2 separate regions of the Sus scrofa genome follow, and region 2 is linked to region 1. A link is a contact called in public HiChIP or PLAC-seq data. All regions are on one chromosome and are shown on one strand. The core of a region is the stretch at or near the end of the contact, and the rest is flanking DNA. Distances in the headings are between cores, read along the strand shown. Region 1 holds the start of GORASP2 (Golgi reassembly-stacking protein 2). Region 2 holds the start of DYNC1I2 (dynein cytoplasmic 1 intermediate chain 2).

The links. HiChIP or PLAC-seq counts read pairs in DNA pulled down with a chosen protein or histone mark.
Region 2: a contact with region 1 is called in an H3K27ac HiChIP or PLAC-seq map of alveolar macrophages. The contact joins the promoter of DYNC1I2 here to the promoter of GORASP2 in region 1. A contact is called at or near these places in 1 of 5 promoter capture datasets (liver), 2 of 47 Hi-C or Micro-C datasets (heart right ventricle and skeletal muscle) and 1 of 2 datasets of contacts at active chromatin or transcription factors (alveolar macrophages).

The regions. Positions count from the first base shown.
Region 1 is chr15:77,096,796-77,102,202 of Sscrofa11.1, forward strand. It overlaps GORASP2 (Golgi reassembly-stacking protein 2), which reads left to right and starts at 2,513. Exons shown (of 11, transcript XM_021074828.1): 1 at 2,513-2,760. The coding sequence starts at 2,698. LOC110256942 (a long non-coding RNA gene) reads left to right here and starts at 2,380. Exons shown (of 1, transcript XR_002339024.1): 1 at 2,380-2,763.
Region 2 is chr15:77,801,884-77,807,341 of Sscrofa11.1, forward strand. DYNC1I2 (dynein cytoplasmic 1 intermediate chain 2) reads left to right here and starts at 1,718. Exons shown (of 17, transcript NM_001243495.1): 1 at 1,718-1,859; 2 at 2,905-3,021. The coding sequence starts at 2,914.

The DNA.
Region 1 (5,407 bases), core at 1,263-3,762:
TGCGGGGAGTTCCCCCTTGTGGCTTAGCGGGTTAAGAAACCAGACATAGTGTTTGCGAGGATGTGGCTTCCATCGCTGACCTCGCTCAGTAGCTTAAGGGACTGGTATTGCTGCAAGCTGTGGTGTAGGTCACAGATGCAGCTTGGTCTGGCATTGACTGTGGCGAATCAGCAGCTGCAGCTCCGATTCGACCCCTAGCCCAGGAACTTTCATATGCTGCAAGTGCAGCTGTAAAAGAAAAAGAGAAAGAAAGGAAGAAAGAGGAGTTCCCTTCATGGCTCAGTGGTTAACAAATCCAACTAGGAATCATGGGGTTGCGGGTTCGATCCCTGGCCTTGCTCAGTGGGTTAAGGATCCGGCGTTGCTGTGAGCTGTGGTGTAGGTTGCAGATGCGGCTCGGATCCCACGTTGCTGTGGCTGTGGTGTAGGTCACAGACGTGGCTTAGATCCTGCATTGCTGTGGCTCTGGTGTAGACTGGCAGCTGCAGCTCCAATTGGACCCCAGCCTGGGAACCTCCATATGCTGTGATTGTGGCCTTATAAAGCAAAAAAAAAAAAAAGAAAGAGAGAGAGGGGGAGGGAGGAAGGAAGGAAGGGGAAAGGAAGAAAAGAAAGAAAAAGGAGGAGGGAAAGAAAGAAGGAAAGAAAGAGAAGAGTAAATGGTCTGTATGGGAAATGCAGGTACTCACAGGGCTGCAACACAGCAGCTTTAAGCAGGGGCTGGAGTTGCGCATCCACTACCTCAGGTCCACAGCTGGTGTTCTGCAAACTATGGCTCCTGTCAGATGTCTGGGAAACAAAAATTTTGACCACTGAACATAGCAACAGCTTATAACACCACCACGAAGAGGATTATAATTGCCAAGCAGAACAAGAATATTTATCAACAAATCTAGCTCTTATACTTACTCCTTTGCGTCAAATTCATTAATTTGTTGAATTAACTGCCAGGTACTCTATTAGGTATTAGGAATACAGAGCTGACTCCACTGCATTCCCTGTCCTTGAGAAGCCTCATAACTGGAGATATCATCTGAATCTTTATATATGTCCCAGGCCTCCTAAAAACCTGGTATTGGTTTATGGACAGCAGAGAAAGAAAAATGATTTTTTTATTTTAAAATTCTAAATACTCTTCTATTGTTACAAAAGCAGTCCATGAGTATTTCAGAATGTAGCACCAGCAAAGACAAACCAAACCAAAAAAAAAAAAAAAAAAAAAAATTCCATCACTACCAAGGGGTCACCATAGTAATGCTTGGTTCATATCTTGCTACATCTTCATACACATACTCTGCGTTAAGGTGTATTTGGTTTACAAAAATATGTCTGTATTGTTTACAGACATATTTTGCCTTATAACCTGGTCTTTTTTCAGTCAATAATTTCCACTTTTCCAGGACAATTAATGCTTTACCTTCAAATTCTCAGTATTCACATTTTCCCAATTGAGCCCAAACTGTCCTTTACAGCTTATTTTTCCAAATCAACCCCTAACTCATGGCCTTTCATTGCACCTCCTGGCTATATTCTTGATTATTTCTTTTAATCCAGTATAAACTCTTTCTTGTTATTCCGATTTGATGAAAAGAACTGGCCAGCTGTTATGAAAAACGGCTCACTTCCTGTATTTTTGCCTGGTTGCTTCCTTGTGAAATCATTTTACTTATTCCTCTATCCTCTCTTCCTGTAAATTGGAAGATCTAACTAAAGGTGTGAAAGGAGCAAGGTAAACATTTTGGACCAGAGTACTTCACAGGTGATAACAGGTACTTCATGTTGCTTCACATCAGAATACACATGCTCTGATATCTGGTTGATCCACCGTAAGTGATACTCAAATTGACCCGTGGGCAATGGCCATAACTGCGGGGTTTTAGAAGGGAAGGGGCAAAAGGAGCAACCGAGTAGGAAAACTGTGACCACAAGTTGGCTAACTGAAGGAAGCGGGGTGGAGAACTGAGCAGCAGGCGGTGGAACTCCAAGGGCATCCAACTGTGCTCCCCACTCGGGCACCGCTCAGTTTGTGACGATCTTTTTCTCATAATTAGGGGAAAAAAAACAAAGAACTTCGGCGGGTCCTCCATGACTCTTTAGGACAAGTGCTTTATGAAGGGAGCGTTTTCCTTTATAAAGAGGTGAGCGGAAGCGCTATCTGCCCACGAAGATACCCTACCACGCTCCTCCGTACAACCTGGGAGGAGTACTTTAAACTCAGAGAAGAGGGAACTCGTAGTGTTTGCATCCACCCGGTTCTTTTCAACAGCAGCCCCTTCCTGGTCTCTGGCCACCAGGCGGAGCTACAATCAAACAACTCTTCTTGCAGGCTAGCGGGAACGCGGCTTAGATGAATCTTGTCAAGCCCAGGGACCCGTAGCAAGGTGCCAAGGCTGGATGAACCGTATTTCTGCTCTCTCGCGAGCACGAGTAAGGCCCCTCCCCACCTTCCCGCTCCCCCCTCCCCTCGCCTGCTGTACGCTCAGGCTCCTCCCGGTGGTTCGCGGCAGGTGGCGCTGTCGGCGGCGTCGCTGCGGCCCCAGCTGCCGAGGCGACGATCTCCCAGCGGGCAGCGCGGCCCGGCTCTCCCGAGGCAGCGAGTGCCACGTCCCAAGTGCTACGCGGAGGAGCGGAGCGGGTGGTGCGCGGGAGGCGGGAGCTGCGCGAAGCCCGGCCCGGCCACACTGATCGCCCGCCGCCATGGGCTCCTCGCAGAGCGTCGAGATCCCAGGCGGGGGCACGGAGGGCTACCACGTCCTGCGGGTAAGAGCATCGACGGCGGCGCGGGGGTGGCGGGCTGGAGGCGGGGCCCGGTCACGGGGAGGCTGAGGCCCCGACGGGCTTCTTCTTGGGGCAGCCAGGCCGGACCCCGAGAAGGAGCGGCGAGTGCCGGCGCTGCGTTGGCCGAGGCCGGTTCGAGAGGCCGCTCGCATCCCGCCTACCCCGGACTCTCCGGGCCCAGCATCCGGAAGGAGAGGCTGGAGCCAGAGGTGGCAGCCTACGATTTGGCCGGGGGCGGCCCAGGCGAAGAGGGCAACCTCGGCTCCTTTTCCTTTTGAGAGCCTTCTCTGCCCCTCTCCCCTTCATTCTTAGCTCCCAAAGTCAAGGAAGGCTTGGGGGCAAAGTCTGTAAAAGAGGTGATGGTGAAGGTAGCGTTTCTTTTCTGTGAAAAGGAAGTCTGGAATCCGCAGGCTAGGGGAGGGGGATGCGACGGCAGGTGTTAATCTACCTCGGCGCTGTCTGGATGTCGGGAAAGGCCAATTAGGCAAACAAAACGAAATGGCCTAGAAGCAGGTTCGACGTACTTAAATCTGCTTGATTTTCAACTGGACTTTCTTCTGTCCTGTGTCGCTCCTGACCTTTCCAACGCTCCTCTTCCACATTTCCTGCCCAGGGGAACTTCCGTTCTCTTTTTTCTAAGTCTGCTCAGGGTGTGGTGGTGATGAATGTTTAGATCCACAGTGTAAAAGAGGTAAATGGAGAGGAACGTTAAAAAAAAAAAAAAAATCAGGTAAATAAAGGAAAGCAACCTCAGTCCCCAGGACGCAGGGAAACAGTATCTCTGAAAGCATTAGCTAAGTCCCTGCTATGAATAGCCTGGGTTGTTCAGAGCATGTGGTCCTTTCCTCGTGGAACTGAGTGTCTTTAAAAGTAGCAATGTTGATTGTGTGCGTGACACCTGCGTGAGTGATAACATGATGGACTGTCAGCAAACTAGCCCCAATCTGGAGCACCATTCAGTGTAACTAGATATTAGCTCCTGGCTAATTTTCACTGAAAGTAGGAAAGCTCAATCCGTGGTGCTACAGCCATGTTCTCCCTTAGGTCCCATGTTTGAGGTGAGACAGCATTCTTAAACTAAATTACCAGAAGTCTGCTTGATAGGGCTGTCATCAGTCACCTTTCTGATCTTCAGGATTATCACATCTAGTTGCCTCTCCACTCTGCTAAAAATCCCTGTTGAAGCCACACTCTTGGTAGGAGAGTATGATTTTCCCAGAAAATACAGAGAATGTATAAATAAACTATTACCTTCTAATTCCCTTCAGCTAAGCCAGCCCCCAAGTACCACGCTGACGGAAATGGAGGGAGAATGGTCAAATCCCAGTTGTGAAGTGAAACTTGGTGGCAGTACTTTTCTATTCTCTGGTTTGATTCTGAGTTCCTCTGCTTTTGGACTATGTTGTCCAGTATTACCAGATGATTCTCACAGTTGCTGATTGTGGCCATGAATACTGGGATTCGTGATATTTTTATAATTCATGCACTAGGTAAAGCAGTGTTGATGAGTTTTTAGTCTATAAGAAAGCTGTACACATCAAAAGGATTCTAATTCAGTGACTTCTGTTAATGACTATGTTCGTTCAGTGTTAAAGTTGAAGTGAATTTCTTTACATAGGTGCACTTCAGTAAATCAGCACTCACTCATATTCAGTGGTGTATCGGCTATTAATCTATAAATATGGTTTTTAGAAGCACTAGAGACAACTTTAGTTTCCAGTCTTCATCTAGGGCATAAATGTTACAAAGACAAAATAATTTTTCTTTCATTTGAGTTTTGTTGGTGCTTTAAAATAGTCATGATCATCTAGTTTAGGCTAATTAAAAAAATTTTTTTTTTTTGAGGGAGAAAGTACTAGGTTAAATCTCAACATTTAAAAATATCTTCATTTGTTATTATCTCAATTACAGTTGTATATTCCATCTCTGAATTACTGAGCTTGTTAACCAGAATAAATATGGCAGGGTAATCATGGAATAAAGTCACCCAAGTTTAACAAGTTCTAGCATTTAATTAAAAGTTACTTTTTAAAAAAATAATTCCCTGACCATTTCCATGCTAGTAATAGAAACTTGTATGATTGTGTTTTGAAATACCAATTTATAGTGACACTGATGTCCACTGCTATTTTATTATTGCTGGTTCAGAGTTGTATTACCACAATTCAGGGATTGAACATGTTTTGTCCACATCCATTGGTAGGTTCTGCTTTAGAATGTATTTAGGGGACAGCCTTGAAATGGTTCCAGGTTTTCTGCTATATACTTTCCTTTTTCTCTACTATGTATTTATGTATTAATGCACATTTTCATGTTGTGATCATATTATATACCTAGTCACCATACTCAGAATCTAGAAGTAACCACCGTTGTTTATGTATTTTTTCAAAAATATTTCATGCTTGGAGTTCCTGTCGTGGAGCAGTGGTTAACGAATCCGACAAGGAACCATGAGGTTGTGGGTTCGATCCCTGCCCTTGCTCAGTGGGTTGACAATCCGGCGTTGCCAGGAGCTGTGGTGTAGGTTGCAGACGTGGCTCGGATCCCACGTGGCTGTGGCTCTGGCGTAGGCCAGTGGCTCCAGCTCGGATTGGACCCCTAGCCTGGGAACCTCCATATGCCGCGGGAG
Region 2 (5,458 bases), core at 468-2,967, 700 kb after region 1:
CAGTAATAAAGCTCTTTGAAAGTTTAGGTTATGGGGGAAAATCTTGGAATGTGAAGGATATTCTTTCTCAGATTTATTTCTGAGAAATTTATCTTGTATATAGGCAGGGCATGACAAGGTAAAGACTAGACAAAGGCCCAAGTATTCAGATTTTGAATCCTAAGGATTACCGCTAGATTTGGGCAATGTCCTTCTAGAATATGATAAAAACATTAGTTTGGTATAAGCTTTAATTCTTGCCAGATAATGTTTTAAATTAAGTAATTTTTAAAAATTGATTCAATCCACATATTTCCAGTAAATTCATATTCTTATAACTTTTGCTTTCTTTGTGTATTAAAAAATCTAAAAAGACAAAAAAAAATCTAAAATGGTGGGAACATTCTTGCTTGGTTTAGATTTCAATAGTATGAAACGTTTTCTTTTCAAAAATTGTTTGAGAGAAAACCCAAATGCTACCTACCACATTGCAACAAAACACTGAGAAATTATTATTTGCTATACTGATTAACATATTCTTACTGATTCATTGATTGTAACAATAATCATTTTATTTGCAAGCTCAAATAAATATTCCATGTGTACAGGCTGAAATTTAAGAGGAAATACAGGAATCAGAGGCTTTATTGATAATTTTCATAACAGTAACACTCCCAATGAGCAAATTTACAACCACAAACACTAGTAAAAACTGAGTAAGGATTTATAAATCTTTTTCTTTTTTTTTTTTTTTTTAGGGCCACACCTGTGGCATATGTAAGTTCCTAGGCTAGGAGTTGAATCCAAGCTGCAGCTGCCAGCCTACACAACAGCCACAGCAATGCCAGATCAGAGAGGCATATGCAACCTATGCAGCACTTTGCAGCAACATCAGATCCTTAACCTACTGAGTGTGACCAGGAATTGAACCTGCATGCTCATGAATACTAGTTGGGTTCTTAACCTGCTGAGCCACAACAGAAACTCCGACAAATCTTTTTCTAATTAAACACAATTTCTCACATTTTTTGACAGAATTATGTTACACTACACTTTCAAAATTAATATTTTATATTTTGCTTAAGATGACACATGAAACCTCTATACCGTGGTTGGTTGGTTTGCTTTTGTTTTTTTGTTTCTAATACTGATAATACATACTGTAAAAAGTGTTCTTCAGATGTGCAGTGTAATACATAGGTTCACCACTGGAAAATAACATTTTTTAAAATTAGCAATGTAGAGTCAAAGATCCTAAGATATAACACATACAACATTGGGAGAACTGACCAACAGATGAGACTACAATAAAGAGAAGTGTGATAAGTTTCTTTTGGGAAACTTGAAGGCCTGTACATGGGCAAGCCAAAGACTAAGAAATACTACATGTCCCAGCACACTTTGCGACTACCATTGGCCACAACTCCCAGAGTGCATTGCTTGCCTCACGCAGGTTTCTCTTGAAGCTGGGGCTTGTAGTTCTCCCAGATAGTTTCAATCTGTGCGGCAAGGGCGGCGTTTGCTTACCCAGCCCCAGGCAATTAGGCTTAGTCTTTCCGTTTTCGGCAAAGCGGAAACACTTCGCGCCCCTGGGTGGATTCTTTGTCTCATCTCTTGGCTTCATCTTCACACAGGTAAGTCGCAGAGGGGCTGCAATTCCCCACAGCAGAGCCCCTCACTTCCTTTTTGGAGCGACCTCGTTGTGGTGAAGCCATTTGTCCCTACTCTCTTGCCGTAGCAGCCGCCGCCCATCCCTCTTTGTGTGCTTGGGCAAGCCGTGGAGCTAGTGGCGGCGACTGTTGGCGTTGAAGGCAAAGGAGAGGGGACGTTACGGGGAAGTTGCTGACAGGCGGTCTCTTCCACACCCCGCCATCTGACAGGTGGGTTGACTGCCCTTCGCTCTGGGCCCTTCTGTCTCCTGTGTCTCACGTTAGGACTCTAGGGGCGGCTTGGCAGTATCTGCTGACAGCGCCGCCCGGTCTGGTTCCCGGAGGGAGAGGCGGGAAGAGCCAGGTGCGGTGACTCAGGAAGGCCGGGGAAAACGACTGCATCCCTTCCCTTCTGGACCCTACGGAGGTGCCCCGAGGAGCCTCGAGGCGTGTCGAGGCCCCCTCCCCCGGACGCCCTGTTCTGGACCGCGCCCTCTTAGCCGTGACCCCAGGGGAGAAGTGACTTCTTTTCCCCTTGCTCCATTTTATAAAGAAAAGTCATTACTACTTGCGTTGACAGCGTTTTCCCTCACCCAGTCTGTGCTGCCAAGTACCCGAATGCGGAGGTTGTAGCACAAAATTCCAGAGACTATTTCTTCCTTGGAGTTTTAAGAAAGTGAACATGTCAGTCTTGAGGCTCCGGCCTCTGTGAGATAGAGCGGGGCCTGTCAGCTGTATGCAGTTATTCCGTCACTTTGTTGTTGGGCTTTGACTAAAAACATACATACTTTATTTTACAGTTATTGATGGTAATTTGGGGGTTTTGCTTGTCCTTAATATTAGTTTTACACGGTAGTTTTAGAATTCATAGGAATTTTGTCTCACCGCCTGTTTTATTCAGTTTCTAGGAATGAATGCAAAACTTTGGTAATAGATTTGATCCGTGTTTTGTAGCCTAGGAGCTTTTAATGCCAACCCCTTATCATTTGTTTTAAGAGCCAGAGACATTGTGTTACGTTTGGGCATGTGAACATTAAAGGTGCTAGCTACCGTGGTCAACTCTGAATATTTATTTCTTATATACATTTGTTTATAGTGTTTTTCCGGTGTTAGTAATATATATGCTTCCATTATTTTAAAAGTAGAGTTTCTGTGTTCTCTTTAGACAGAATTGAACTATATGGTCTCTTGAGACAGTTCTTAAAGACTAATTTTTTAAAAAAGTGCTGCTTTTGCCAGTGGAATGATGATTGTAAATAATTATATGCTTCTTAAGGTCTCAAACATGTCTGACAAAAGTGAATTAAAGGCAGAGTTGGAACGTAAGAAGCAGCGATTGGCCCAAATCAGAGAGGAAAAGAAGAGGAAAGAAGAAGAAAGGAAGAAAAAGGAAGTATGTTTGACTTTTTAAAAATATACATAAAATAATTGGATTTTAAGTACTTATACCTCTAGATAATACTTTGAGTACAGATAAAAATCCCAGCAGTTGTGACTGTAAATATAGCACTCTAGGTGAAAAGTTCAAAGTACATATTTAGTCTTCTAGGAGTATGTTTACTATATAGAGCAAGAAGCATCTGCCTTGTTAGAGCTTATAAAACTTGGCTATGTGAAATTTCCCTCAGCTCAGTGGACCCCACTAGTATCCATGAGGATGTGGGTTTAGTTTCTGGCCTTGCTCAGTGGGTTAAGGATCCAACATTGCCATGAGCTGTGGTGTAGGTGGCAGACATAGCTTGGATCTGGCATTACTGTGGCTGTGGTGTAGGTTGGCAGCTGCAGCTCCAGTTAGACCCCTGGCCGGGGAACTTCCATATGCTGCAGATGTGGCCCTAAAAAAAAAAAAAAAAAAAAAAAAAAAGAATAAAAGTCATATGTATCATAACTTAGTTTGGAATTCAAACTTATCTGAATATTTTACTAGTCTGAACTGCTGGTAATTTCTTAGAATAGATAATGGCAAAGAGAAATATGCATTATTAATTAGGGGATTGTTTAATTGGTATTATTATCATGAGTTAGTCACTGAAATATCTTTATGGGTATCCATGCAAATATCTGCATGGGTGGTGGGTCTGATACTATCATAAAGGTGAACTAGGTACTTATGTCTTCTGATCTGGGGCATCATTTCATCATGTGTGGCAAAAGTACGTTGACCCTGAGTTGGAGATATTTTACTTGATCCTATATTGAAATGTACATTTGTCCCTTTGGAAATTGTTTAGACATACTTGTATATTTTTTTTTATCACTGTTTTAAATAGGCACTGTTAAGATAGTTTGTCCTAAGTGTGACATTAGTCTCAGGTTTTTTCTATGTGGTAGCCTAAACAGTAGCCAGGACTTCTAGGAATCTCTTAAGGAAAAAGAAAAATCAGTAGCAGAAAAATTGAAGGTACAATTTATGTGCAGCATTTCTATGATGGTGTAAGGCCTGTAATTGAAGAATTGATTCTCTAGTTGATTCCAAACCTTTTTGTGATCCATTATTATAAGAGGGTTGGAGGTGTAAGTTATCTATTTGATTAAAAGCTGATAGCATGAATCAGACTGGCAGAGCCATTCCAAATTAGCATCTATAGCCTTAAACTCTTTTTTGTTTTTTGACCATGCCCAGGGTATGTGCAAATTCCCAGGCCAGGGATTGAACTCATGCTGCAGTTTCGGCCTCTACAACTGAGGCAACGCGGATCCTTAATCCTCTGCACCACCTGGGAAATTTCTATAGCCTTAAACTCTTTAGGGCTGACAGCAAATTTGTTTTTTGTTTACTAAAGATGGCCATAAGTGGCCCTAAGAAATATCTGTTACACGATTTATATCTAATTGAAAGTTTATAAAACATTACAAGAGATATTAAATTGTAGAAATACAACTAAATAGTTTTAAACAATGAGTCTATTAATATATAATTCTATACGGGTAAAGTGTCCATTTGATGATTTGTTTGGCTATTTTGATGAAATTTTCTGATGATTTCAAGTGAAAAATGATATCATAGATTATGCTTAACAAGACTCACTGCAGACAATTTTATGAGTAATAGTTATCTAACTGAAATAGACCTTAGAGGGTTTCCCTTGAAGCCTTAAATTTCACTTGAGATGTTTTGAATTTTCTAGGAGAATTGAGGTTTATCTAGTTTAACTGGAAGGCTTTGCTAAAACTATAAATGACTGAAATATAAGTTGGCAAAAATTTCAGTAATAGGAATTCCCTGGCAGTTCAGTGGATTAAGGAGCCAGCATTACCATTGCTGTGCCTTAGGTTACTGCTGTGGCATGGGTTTGATCCCAGACCCAGGAACTTGCATATGCCATGGGTGTGGCCAAAAAAAACTAAAAAATGAAAATACCAGAGAAAATTTTCAATAGCAAAAGATGTTTTGTGCTGTGCAAGAGTGAATTTTAATTTTACCAAACCAAACAATATGTTTATCATCATAAAAATAAGGTCTATAGTTATAAAATAAAAATAAAAACCTTTCTTCAGGTGAATTTTTTTTTTTTTTTTTTGTCTTTTTTTTGCCTTTTCTAGGGCCACTCCCTCGGCATATGGAGGTTCCCAGGCTAGGGGTCTAATCAGAGCTGTAGCCACCAGCCTACGCCAGAGCCACAGCAATGCGGGATCCAAGTAGGCATCTGCAACCTATACCACAGCTCATGGCAATGCCGGATCCTCAACCCACTGAGCAAGACCAGGGACCGAACCCACAACCTCATGGTTCCTAGTCGGATCCGTTAACCACTGTGCCACAATGGGAACTCCTCCAGGTGAATTTTTGACAAACATCCTCTATGTAAAGTTCCATAAATACAATGAAG